Linked DNA regions of Salmo salar: region 2 is linked to region 1. Evidence: chromatin contacts called from public Hi-C data. All regions are on one chromosome and are shown on one strand. The core of a region is the stretch at or near the end of the contact, and the rest is flanking DNA. Distances in the headings are between cores, read along the strand shown.

Evidence for each region. Hi-C and Micro-C count contacts between places; a contact is called where the count stands out from the background.
Region 2: a contact with region 1 is called in a Hi-C map of blood, with 13 times the contacts expected there. The contact joins the enhancer-like site here to the promoter of LOC106608993 in region 1. A contact is called at or near these places in 3 of 3 Hi-C or Micro-C datasets (blood, gill and muscle).

What each region holds. Positions count from the first base shown.
Region 1 is chrssa07:26,383,692-26,390,594 of Ssal_v3.1, forward strand. It overlaps LOC106608993 (splicing factor 3B subunit 2), which reads right to left and starts at 5,455. Exons shown (of 22, transcript XM_014207310.2): 1 at 5,278-5,455; 2 at 4,100-4,146; 3 at 3,915-3,998; 4 at 3,435-3,662; 5 at 3,175-3,237; 6 at 2,795-2,918. The coding sequence starts at 5,407.
Region 2 is chrssa07:26,421,392-26,427,772 of Ssal_v3.1, forward strand. It overlaps LOC106608991 (calpain-1 catalytic subunit), which reads left to right. Exons shown (of 21, transcript XM_014207307.2): 5 at 2,644-2,777; 6 at 3,065-3,233; 7 at 3,524-3,607; 8 at 3,815-3,900; 9 at 4,080-4,154; 10 at 4,322-4,482; 11 at 4,569-4,729. Among protein-coding and RNA genes, the nearest start is that of LOC106608991, 20 kb to the left of the region's middle. Within about 2 kb of position 1,435, at least 3 of the 13 cell types and tissues checked have an H3K27ac peak or open chromatin away from gene starts, as enhancers often do.

The DNA.
Region 1 (6,903 bases), core at 4,205-6,704:
TTCCTTGGTGTTCTCATCATCAACAAACTAACATGGTCCAAGCACACCAAGACAGTCGTGAAGCGGGCACGACAAAACCTATTCCTTCTCAGGAGACTGAAAAGATTTGGCATGGGTCCTCAGATCCTCAAAAGGTTCTACAGCTGCACCATCGAGAGCATCCTGACTGGTTGCATCCCTGCCTGGAATGGCAACTGCTCGGCCTCCGACGACAAGGCCCTACAGAGGGTAGTGTGAACGGCCCAGTACATCACTGGGGCCAAGCTTCCTGCCATCCAGGACCTCTATACCAGGCGGTGTCAGAAGAAGTCCCTAAAAATGGTCAAAGACTCCAGCCACCCAAGTCATAGACTGTTCTCTCTGCTAACGCACGGCAAGCGGTACCGGAGCACCAAGTCTAGGCCCAAGAGGCTTCTAACCAGCTTCTACCCCCAAGCCATAAGACTCCCGAACATCTAGTCAAATGGCTACCCAAACTATTTGGTCACTTTAATAACTCTACCAACATGTACATACTACCTCAACTGACCGGTGCCCCCGCACATTGACTTTGTACCGGCACCCCACTGTATATGTTGTTATTTTTTACTGCTGCTCTTTAATTACTTGTTACAATTATCTCTTATTCTTAGCCATATTTTTTGTTGAAACTGCACTGTTGGTTAGGGGCTTGTAAGTAAGCATTTCACTAAGGTTTCACCTGTTGTATTCGGTGCATGTGACTAACAAAATTTGATTTGATTAGCTAGCAAAAGTTAGCTCTATGCTGAATGTTGTTTACCTAGCTAGCTACTGGTATGTTGCTTTCAGGGTTTTCGTAAAAATTTGCCGCCGGACAGTGTGATTATAATTTACCTGAACACTAACGCATTAGGGTGTCCACCCACAGTGATCAAAATCACATTTAGATGATTGTAATTCATCTTAACAGAATAGAAATGTGCCTGTAAAGGTAATAAAACAAAGTAGAATGATGTTCTTATACCAACATGACAGGTTTTATTGAAAAGCAAAACATTGCCCATTGCGTCTTCCTCCCTGCTATAAATCATAAATGAATATATGTAAATTTCAAAAAACATTACGCCTAGAAGAACAAGCCGCCTACACAGTAATAAAACTTGTAAAATAATAATGTGTTTAACATAACTTGCGAACGACCTGTCCTATAGACTATTTGTATGAATATTTTTTACTAATAAATAACAAAACACAGCTGTTTTAAAATACAATCTAGGCCTGAACATTTTAATTAGGCCTAATAAATAACAAAACATGGCAGTCTATGAACACCAGGGCTAGCCCGCCCCACTCCCGATGCTAATCAGCAACAAAGCAGTGGAAAGAGGCCGCTCTAGGAGGCCATAAAATAAAGAAATTAACCAACTGATATTGGACAATCAAATCCGATGTGTAAATAAACAACATTCGTTAAGGCTGGCTCGTGAAGAGAAAGCTTATTTTACAATGGTCCTGTAAAACGAGGCCCGACCTGTCCTGAAAGCACTGGTTACCATAGCTCAAATTATATCTCTTTTTACACTTCTACTGGATGTAAATAAACGGTATGTTATAATTTGAACTATCGTGGGGTAGTGACTCGTCACGGTGATTGCGCCATGCAAAGACGTCAAGCTCAAATTATCTCTTTTTACACTTCTACTGGATGTAAATAAACCGTATGTTATAATTTGAACTATCGTGGGGTCGTGACTCGTCACGTGTGATATATGTGGCTTATTGATAAACAACTCTGTTTCCTGCTATATGCCGTCGGCTGACTAATGACTGCAACTCTCCGATGTGAATAGTTGGCAACGATGTTTCGTTTCCAAGAGCTACTGAATAAGCTCAAATGAAATGCACCAATTTCATATGATAAGCCTACACATAATTACTCTCCTCTCTCAATCCATTGCAAATCTGTATACTATACATGACACCAGGGCGGGATATGTTGATCTTGCCTAGGGCGACAGCAGAACTGTTAAGACTGGGCCTGACGAACACAATTCGCCTCTAATTTACTTGCGTTTGCGTTGGACCTTGACATGCTCAAAGTGAGCCGCTGCTGTTGGGAAGTCAAAACTGTCCAACTCCTTGGAGCAGCTTGCGATTTGCATCAGCCTCGTTACTTTCTCCTCGAAAAAGCGAGATCTTGAGGCAGTCTTTACTGTTTTTGGAGAAAGAATCCCCTCGGTGGGCACACTGAACACAATCAACACAATCGTCGCCAATTTTGCCCAGTCGGGGTACACTTATCTGAAGGAACTTGCGTCTTTTGCGTGGGTAAAAATAGAAACGCTTAATTTCCAAGCAGCTTGAGGATTTATTAACCTATGAAGTATATTTGACTTTGAAGTTGGAGCACACCATCAATGAATAAAAAGCATTATATCGCAATCAAAAAAATGTATTCTACCGGAAACGGAACCCCTGGTTGCTTTGTAAGTGCTGCAGCTTGTATGGACATTGTCTTGCCTAACAGTTAATCAATTATCACCTTAAAAACGTCTACATTCCATGTGGCATTATTAAAGTGTGCAAAATGTATATGCAGCATGAAAGTACTAGAGTGGGTAGCTAGCAAGCAGCCCAGAGGTTCCTCAAGGACAGGCTAACTAGTTAGCAGTGGCGCCGGATTGCAGGAGTTTCACACGATAGGCAAGTGTGTTAACGTGCTATAAAGGGGAAAATCGGCTGTGCCGAAATTCAAGGGCCGATTGCCGATAACTAAGGGCTAATATCGGCCCGACCAATTACCAGTCGTTCTCTAGCGGTGTGCACTACTGACCTCTCATCATTGGGGGCATCATGCCAGGGGGTCGTGGACCCGGGTCAGACATCCTGGGCCCTGGTCCTCCATGCTGCATCTTAGCGAGCTCTTGCTGCCTCTCATGCTCCATCATCACTGCCGCCTGACAGAGAGAGGAGATATGAGGAGGAGGGAAGTAAGAGAACAGGGAAGGAAGAGAGGAGGGAAGAAAGGAAAGAAGAGAGAGAAGGGAGATATGGATGAAGGGAAGAGAGGTAGGGAAGAGCAAGAATTAGAAGATGTGATATATTTCAAGCAAGTAAAGGGACTGTAACATTACTATATGATTGGTTGTGACACAAAACTATTAATAAATTACAACAAAATCATTTAGATGGGAGAAAGCCTCCAGTCCTCACCCTCTTCTGCTGCTCCAGAAGCTCCTGCTCCTTCATGTGCTCTTCCATAGCACGGGAATCCCCCTGAACACACACACAAAATGTCAACTTTTGAAACTATTCATCACCAACTGAACATCATACCAGAACCCCTCCAGAGCCACTGCTTCCTTCCCATCGCAAGATAATACAGACTACCTTACAACTAGGGCCTAGTGTAGTTCCTAGTCAGGTAAAACTCAGGGGCCTAGATAAAACCCCCTCTGGTGGTTTGGTCTTACCTGCTGCTTGGCCCTCTCCTCATGCTGCATCATCATGGCAGCCCTCTGCTGCACCATCTTCAGCTGGTCCTCCTGGGAGAGGCCAGGGGGCATGCCTGGAGGCTCCATTCCCATATGCATCCCTGGTGGAGGGGGTCCACCCGCCATCATGCTCATCGCCTGGAGCATACCCATACCAGGTGGCATGGGCGGCATGGGCATCGGGGGCATGGGGGGGATGCCTGGCATCTGGGGGACAAAGGTAGAGGAGGAGGGAAGGGTGGTTGTTGGTAAAGTTGTTTTTGATTTGGGTAAGTAGTTCTTCCGGCACCATGTGACTTAACCAACTCCCCTTTGTTTTTACTGGTCAGGTCACATGGTAAAGGTAAAACTCCTGGTCCTGTTCATGACAGATTGATGACATGCTGCAGAGTCTATGGCTAAATAATCACAGTGATGAAATGTAAGAATGAGAGGAATTAGATTGGACTGTCTAAAAACCTTATAGGGTCGGTTGGTGCTGACCTGCGTGGTCATAGGTTTGTCATCACCCCCTTGGTTGGGCTTGCTGAGCATCACTCCAGTCTGAGTGGAAAAACACAGATGCACACAAAGACAAATGGATCAGATAAACGCATAAGATGCAATACACTCTTCCACTCTCCCCCTCACTAGCACACACTGACCTGCATCATGTATCCCTTGAGCCTGTCCAGCATCTCCTCTCTGGGGCCTAAGGAAGGAGGAAAAGACAACTGTAAACCAACAATGAACAATACAGCTGGGACAACAAGAATGATGATTTCATTACAAATGGATGGAATGAAAGGTTAATTTATATTGCTATGTAGTTAAATCAGCCACTTCGTGGAAAGCATCGCAGCATGCATGACTTGCTATTAGATCATTTATCCTTGATCCGAAAATGTGTTCGGAAGGTTTGGAGGTGCTGCAATTTTTTTTCTTGGGGGGAGGACGTTTCCGCCCATGCTGCAGATGGCTATATCGGTCCTATAATATAGGACTATTAAAGGCGTCACTGTTCGCCTCAAATTTTGTAAAAATGCGACGGGCTCAATATAGCGCTGAATTTACCTGATGGGTTGACGGTAGGTATTGTATAAACACAAACATTGACAACTTCCTTCACAACAGCTCTGTACTGCTGCATGGTCAATCCAATATTTGCATTGGCCGTGCAGCATTTACAGTGATACAGCCTTTACAGAAGTCAGGGAATTCATACTTCTAGGTACTTCGCTGAGCAGTGCAGAGCTGTTGTCAAGGAAGTGAGTTTGTGTTTATGCAGGACCTCCCGCCCTCACCTACCCTCATCAAATCATGTCAATGCCGGACCTATATTGAGCCCTCCACATTGTTACACATTTTGAGAGGGGCATGGCAATGCAATACTGAACTCTGCATGCCTCTGGAGGCTTCGCTATTGCGTCACACTATCCTTACGGCGCCTCCGACCATATTTTCGGATCAAGCATAAATTGGCTTTAAATGCTGTACAGCCAATGCAAACAGATTGACCATGCAGCGACTTTTATCAAACACCCAACCAAAACAGCAAGTTAAGATTAGCTGTTAGCTATCAACCATGATGACTCACTAACGTTAAGCAAAATACTATGCGTAGAGGTGTTGAACATGAACTTGTAGCTAATATGTATTGTTTGTGTAGATAGCGAGCGAGTTATGATAACGTTAGTTTGCACTCTCCATTACTTCCATGAGGGCCTTGCTAGCTAACTTTGCCTCGGAAGTACATATGTATGGATAGCATGTTAGCGGCTAGCTACTGCTACACACAATTCATTCAATTCAAAGCTTGCTGCTCATCGGCTTCTACTCATACCCATGTTGGGTGCGCCTAGCTCGCCTAGCTTGGCTTGAAGCTCCGGATTGCTCCATGTATTCAGGGCCGCTACAGAGCTCCCCAAGTCGGAAGGCATGGGTTCAGTCCCCGGCGGTCCGTCGGAAGCCATGTTGAAATTCTACTGAGCAATGGGACTCTACAGAAACAACAGACACGAAAACCTGACAAATCTCGCAAAGAACTATGGGGAAACCGGAAAAAGCAGTTGGAGACATCTGGGTAATGTAGTTTGTGGTAGGAGGAATAATGTTATCCATGGGTTTCCAAATTACAACCACTAGGTCGCAGTATTTAAATAAGAAAAACACGATCCTGATTCATTGCCAAATTGACATGCCAATGTGAAGTAAGAGGCAATTTATGCTTGATCTGAGAAATGTGGTCAGAGGCGCTGTATGGATGGTGTGACACAATTGTGGAGCCTCCAGAGGCCAAATTGAGCTCCATACAAGGCGCTGTATGGTCAATCTGTCACCTGCATGGGCCTTGCAGCATTTCCCTTACGAAAAAAGATTTCAGTCAGTGGAGTATAACTGCAATTACTGCGTCCAAAATCCACAGTCGACTGCAGTTACTGGAGTTTTACTGCAGTTTCAAAACTGCAATCTTTTTTTTGTAAGTGTTATAGTGATACTGCCTCTGCAGATGTTAGGGAATTCATACTTCTTGTGCTTCGCTGAGCAGCGCAGAGCTGTTGTGAAGCAAGTTGTTAATAAAGAAGTCCGTTTGTGTTTATACAGGACCTCCCGCCCTCACCTATCGTCGACCAATCATGTCAATGCGGAGCTATATGGAGCCCTCCGCGTTTTTACAAAATTTGAGAGGCGCAAGGCGATGCGGTACTGAGCTCAATTTGGCTTCTTTGGGATTGTTGACGGATCGCATCCAATTTTAAGGTGCATACACCACCACCTACTCTACTGGAGTGTGAGGCCATTCACAGCCTACCTACATACATTAAATGATTTGTGATACGGTACTATAAAATTGGGGAAAAGGAAAAATTACCCTGCCAAATTAGCCCTCTCTAAAAAATTATAATCAAAAACAACATCACCCCATTCCACTATTTACCCTATCTAATCCTACTCCAGACCAACGGTCTGAGAAGACATAACACTACCACTCAACACCCCCTGCAACTGTTCTGCAATAAAACCTCACAATCCCAAGTATTTGGGTCCTCAGATCCTCAAAAGGTTTTACAGCTACACCATCGAGAGCATCCGACGTGTTGCATCAATGCCTGGTATGGCAACTGCTCGGCCTTGGACCCCCCATTATTGGGGGAAAGCGTACAGGAGAACCCTCAGTCATGAGTGGTGAGCAAACGCATCCAATCCCAGTGGCGGTTTATCCTGGGCCCAAAGAGAGGCCCAAAAGGGGCAATGTGTGAAAAGTTCCCATAGCTGGAGGACAATTTCAGGGTGTAGGCGCCACTCGTCAGCTAGAGGGCCTCCACAGGATATGAGGTCTGCCCCCACATTGAGGTGGCCTGGAAGGTGGCATGCCATCAACGAGAGAAGAACAGGAAGTCTCAGCTTCCACCCCGCCTCAACTTCCAGTCTAACCAGGTGGGCAGAGAACAGCTTCGATGCCATCCCC
Region 2 (6,381 bases), core at 185-2,684, 34 kb after region 1:
ATAAAGTGGTGATCCTAACTGACCTAAGACGGGACATTTTTACTTGGATTAAATTTCAGGAATTGTGAAAAACTGAGTTTAAATGTATTTGGCTAAGGTGTATGTAAACTTCCTACTTCAACTGTATGTGCATGTGATCTAATTCACCATGTATCCCTTCCTCCATTGTGTGGCCTGTGTGTTAGTTTACAGTTGAAGGTCTAAACCCAATAATACATTGTTCTGTTGAGATCTCCCTCTACACCCACACACACACACACACACTTTGTTTTACTATCCTTGTGGGGACCAAAAAATGTATTCCCATTCAAAATCCTATTTTCCCTTAACCTAACCTTAACCCTAACCACCCTAAACCTAACACCACCTCCTAAACCAAACCCCTGACACTAATTCTAACCCTGATAGTAACCTTAACCATAAACCTAACCTCTTAGCCTAAAATAGCTGTTTACTCTGTGGGGACCCGGCAAAATGTCCTCACTTGTCCGAATTTTCCTTGTTTCACTATCCTTGTGAGGAATTCTGGTCCCCACAAAGATACTAAGAACACACACACACACACACACACACACACACACACACACACACACACACACACACACACACACACACACACACACACACACACACACCGTCTAAACCCAATAATACAGTGTTTTGTTGAGATCTCCTGATCCTGTGCCAGATCTCGTATGCCTGGGTGACTCATCCTCCCAAATGTAATTGGATGTTCTAATTGGTTTAGCCAGACAAAGGGGGAGCTGTGCTGCAGATTCTGGGAATGCGGTATGTAGCTTAGCTAGGCGCAGAGATGAGCTGTGAGACTCAACAAATCCTGTATTGTAAAACAGACTACAGTATGCCTGTAATTTTCGGTTTGGAAATATCTAGGTTGCTGATGGGATATTCTTATCAGAAGGTGAAAGGAACTGCACGGTTGAAGTGCTGCAGCTCTAGGACAGACTACACTCCCTCGAGCTTGCTACACAGATGTGGATATTTGGTTTACTTTCCTTGTGGCCAGCACTGGTGTGTTTATATCAGAGATCGTTGTGATAGCGTTGGGGTCAATTTTAGTTCAATTCTCCTATCCGTTGAACTAGTATGCAATTCAGTTCTCAAATTGATTGGTGTTTATATGGAACAGACACCAACTCTGCTAAATAGATACTGTAAGAGATAGGATTCAACCCTATCATAACTAACTTCCACCTACGTTACATTTTCTCCCATTTGACATCAATGCATGTCTAGGGGAAAATTCTACTTAACGTGGAAGTTAGGATTTGCCCCATAAAGGCTAACAGGGTAGACAGTGGCTCATAGTTTGGTTCCCCCTCTGTGTGTGTTGGTGGGGCAGGGGGTGTTGTGATACTTCTGTGTCAACCCTGTTCTGTCCTGTTCTGCAGTCGACCGTACAGTCCCAGCAGTCTCTTTAGCCCTGCAGAGCATGCAAAATTATCCATTTATCTGTCTCTGTCTCTCTCACTCTCACACTCACACTACACACACACACACACACACACACACACACACACACACACACACACACACACACACACACACACACACACAATAACAACTCAGCTGTGGCTCTCTGCTCTACATCCCCTCCCCCTGCCACTGTTTGGAAGTCACGAGTCAGAACAGTTTGAATCTAATTAGGTGTCATTGTAACTACTGGTTTTGACACTTCAGTATTGTTACATTCATGTATCCCAGAGCCACATACCTCAAACTCTATATAATGTTCTGGTGTCCCTGATGTTATTTTGTGGTGGTGGAGCTATATTGCCTTGCCGTAGGTCTGCATCAGTCAACTACGTGCAGCTGAGGAGAATGGTACATACATTATTGGACAGCCTGTATTTCTCCCTCTAAAAGCATACTAACATCACAGTGGTGTAGGCAGGCTACATGGAACCCATGTGTATTGGAAGGAAGATAGCGTGATCTTGCCATAAATTCCTGTGGTTGTTGCCTCAATCTTAGTTCCTCCCCCTTCCCTGTTGAGCCCTATGGTGATATTGTTCTAATGCCACTTCTGCCCCCTGGTGGTCATTGGATGTAAGTGACTAAACGCTCCGCTCTGGTTAGAAGTTACCCCCGGGCACAGTTCTGCGATCAGCTCACCCTCACCACTAGAGGGGACGTCAGAGCTTGTCTTCAATGTTCAATGTATTCGTTCTTGGTGCTTGTGCAAAGTAAGGCACCGCGTGTAAAACTGACCTTAAATCAGTGCTTAGCTGCATCTCACTTCATCCTATCCCTATCCAAATTTCAGTGGCAGGTTGGAGAGTGGGTAAAGGTAGTGATATTGAGCTCCCTACTATCTGTGTGTTGTATTTCTACTGTCTGTGTGTTGTAGTTCTACTGTCTGTTTTGTAGTTCTACTGTCTGTGTGTTGTAGTTCTGGTAGTCTCCCTACTGTCTGTGTGTTATATTTCTACTGTCTGTGTGTTGTATTTCTACTGTCTGTGTGTTGTAGTTCTACTGTCTGTTTTGTAGTTCTACTGTCTGTGTGTTGTAGTTCTGGTAGTCTCCCTAATATGTGTGTGTTATAGGTCTACTGTCTGTTTTGTAGTTCAACTGTCTGCGTCTTGTAGTTCTGATAGTCTCCCTACTGTCTGTGTTTTGTAGTTCTGGCAGTATGGGGAGTGGGTGGAGGTGGTGATCGATGACAGGCTGCCGGTGAAGGATGGGAAGCTACTCTTCGTCCACTCTGCCGAGGGAGGAGAATTCTGGAGCGCCCTGCTGGAGAAAGCCTACGCCAAGTAAGGAGGGATGAGGGATGGGAGGAGAGGAGAAAAAGGAGAGAAGAGGGTGGTTAGAAGGATTCAAGTGTATACATGGGCTTTGCATTTATTTCACTCTGTATATGTTGGTATGGGTTATGATATCTGTAAGTCGATCTGAATAAGAGCGTCTGCTAAATGACCAAAATGTAAATACAAATTATGTAAAATGATATGTCTATATGCATGTGTCGTGTCTGTATATTGTACAGAAATGTCTGTTTTTAAATAGTCTTTTGAAACAGAATTGTCCACCTTCGTTGCAGGCTACATGGCTGTTACGAGGCCCTGTCGGGAGGCAGCACGTCAGAGGGTTTTGAGGACTTCACAGGAGGGGTAACAGAGATGTATGAGCTGAGGAAAGCGCCCTCTGACCTCTACAGTATCATCAGTCGGGCTGTGGAGAGAGGATCGCTGCTGGGCTGCTCCATAGACGTCAGTACTCAGATTTGTTACGTTCATTTGTTCGATTATGTCATAGAAAACACTGCCTATTTTAATAAGCTTGACGCGGCGCTAAGAACCAGGATGTTTCACAGACGTCATCATTTTCACAGACTTTGTCATATCATGTCCCTGCCTGGAACATGTAACAGTGTGTCAAGAGTCCCTGTGTGTGTATCCTCTCAAATCGAATCAAGTCAAATGTTGTCATGTGCACCATGATACAACAGGTGTAAACAGTACAGTGAAACACTTACTCTGACGTTGTCTTCTGTCCCCAGATCACCGGTAGTCAGGACATGGAGGCTGTGACCTTTAAGAAGCTGGTGAAAGGTCACGCCTACTCAGTGACCGGGGTTGACGAGGTGAGCCAATGACTGCTCTGGTTTGAGTGGCACTAAGGGGTCAATTCCCCCAATTGCATCATGTGTTCTGAACAGTCGGACGCAAAAGACAGCATTAAAACGAATACAAATGTGTCTACCTTAACCTGTACATGAATCAAATTTGGATTTGGTGGCCATTTTCCCATCTACTATACATCTGTGTAATGCAGTATCCCTCAACCTCAGGTGGTGTACAGGGGGAATATGACCAAACTGGTCCGCATCCGCAACCCCTGGGGAGAGATAGAGTGGACTGGTGCCTGGAGTGACAAGTAAGAGAAGGAAACACTGTTATACACCTCTCATATTACCTATCATATAACTAGTGAGAGTGATTTTATACTGCAGGTGTCATATTACATATCACACTGTGTAACTAGTGAGAGTGGTTTTCTATCCCAGTTGATATGGAATACAGTCGTTAATGTATTTTCATTTGCGATTATTTTAGCTCCAGAGAGTGGGAGAGCGTGGACCGGTCAGTCAGAGGGCGACTCCAGAACCGCAGTGAGGATGGAGAGTTCTGGTGAGTGTGCGGGAGTGTGTATTTGTGTCACCGAGTCTGATGGCCTCTGGGTATGATACTTGAGAGAATGTGTGAGTTATTGCATCATACACATTACAGACTGTCCCTTCCTCTCCCCTTCTCCCTCCCTGCCTTCCACCTCTCGCTCTCTCCATCCCTCCTCTCAGGATGTCATTCAGCGACTTCCTGCGTGAGTTTACGCGTCTGGAGATCTGTAACCTCACAGCAGACGCCCTGGAGGCCAACCAGCAGAAGAAGTGGAGCTCAGCCGTCTACCAGGGGGAGTGGAGGAGGGGCAGCACGGCCGGGGGCTGCAGGAACTTCCCTGGTAAGGAGAGAGGGAGGCTATAAAGAAGTGGTACACAGTTGATTAGAAAATGTCTTCTGATAACTTCCCCCCCCCACAATGCTTAGCCACATTCTGGATCAACCCACAATTCAAGATCGGCTTGCAGCACCCCGACACAGCCGGCCAATCAGATTGCAGCTTCCTGGTGGCGCTGATGCAGAAGGACCGGAGAAAGAAACGCAAGGAGGGCAAGGACATGGAGACCATCGGATTCGCCATTTACGAGGTGTTGGGGTGTAATATGTATGAATATGCCTATATAAATTCTTCTCTATCTCCTTTCAGTGTGTGTTAAACAACAGTGGGTGATACTGAAATCCTAATTCTACTCTCACTTAATCCAGGCTATAGTAAATGGTTCTACTAAACTCAAATATATTTCACACATGGGCCTCACATAGACAACCGCATGCTCGACTTCAAGTCCTAATATTATATCTTAAGGGTGTAGAGTAACGGTGATATATTATTGGACGATAGCGTCACAAAGTAATTTTCTATGGAAATCCCTACAGAACTCAACTTCCTTGTAATAATTGTATTGGTATACTAAGGGTTGTACATTTCCTTTACTATCCTATGGTAGGAAAGTGTCACTAACAAATATGTTCAACCTTTAATTCAAATAACTTCTGTCCTACTCCTAACTTTTTATTCCACCATTGGGCCATTACCTAATAAAACCCCCTTTACAGGCCTTTGCAGACATGGTGAGCGTCAGTTTGGTTTTATTTGACAGTCAGCCGTGTAATGATAATGGTGTAGGTGCCCTATGTTAGCCTTTCCTACCTATTATCTAACTTGCAATAATGTCAGTGGGTGTTGTATCAGTTTGAACTCTATTTCCTCCACTGTCTTGTCATATGCCCATAAAACAAAACCTCATCTCCACCAATTCCACTTAAAAGGCTCCTTAACTATCCTTCTACAAGTAATTATAGGTCGTATTTCAACTAATACAAAATATGTTGAGGGTATTACTAGTTCCTCATGGTGTAGGGTAATATACGTCTTAAAGGTATTATCTTTATCATACCCGCCTTTTCTTATACAATGACAGAACTCCTTCCTGCCGTCCTCACTTCCAAAAATCTCTTTCTTATATTATTTACATGTAATGCCTTTATCTATATATTGTTCCTCATCCTCCTCTTTATCAAAAATCCACTTATAACGGCTCTCAGTCCTCAGACCAAATAACCAATTCTCGATTTGTTTATCTCCCCACCCACTGCGCATTTCACTCACACCAAACAAACATATAAGGACAGACAACATATTATTTCTATCTTCCAGGTGCCCCATAGGTTATCGCCTGTTTCAGAACTCTCACGCTAGATACAGCTTCTGCTCCCTAACTACTCTTGAGTACCCTTCCGGAAGTTACCCCAGCACCCCCAACACGCAAGAAGGCGAGCTACTGTTCTTAATACATATAACATATAACACACATTGACATACAACAGTTACCACACATTCATTGACTTATACATGCACATTTTAGGTTCCTTTGTTTTTATAATTACAAGAGGGAGGCGGTGGTTTTACATACCAGCGAAACACTGAACACCCACTTCTTTTAAATTACAGACTTTGATATAACAGGTGTCTGCTTACCTTACAATTTGGTGATCAGAGAAGGGGGTTCAGGTTCCGTCCAGTAGCGTTGCACTCACTCCCTCCTGGCAAGCTCGCCAAATGTTGGTTCCGTTTTTCCGTGCTCCGTTTTTTACTTAACAAATAAGGAACACTCAAAATGTGCACTTATAAATCATAACAATTTTTATCAAAATACAGCTGTAGACAGAAGTCAAAGATCAAACATCACACATACAACTGATGTCTCTCCTGAGTTCTGCAAAATAGGAAAAGTCCAAG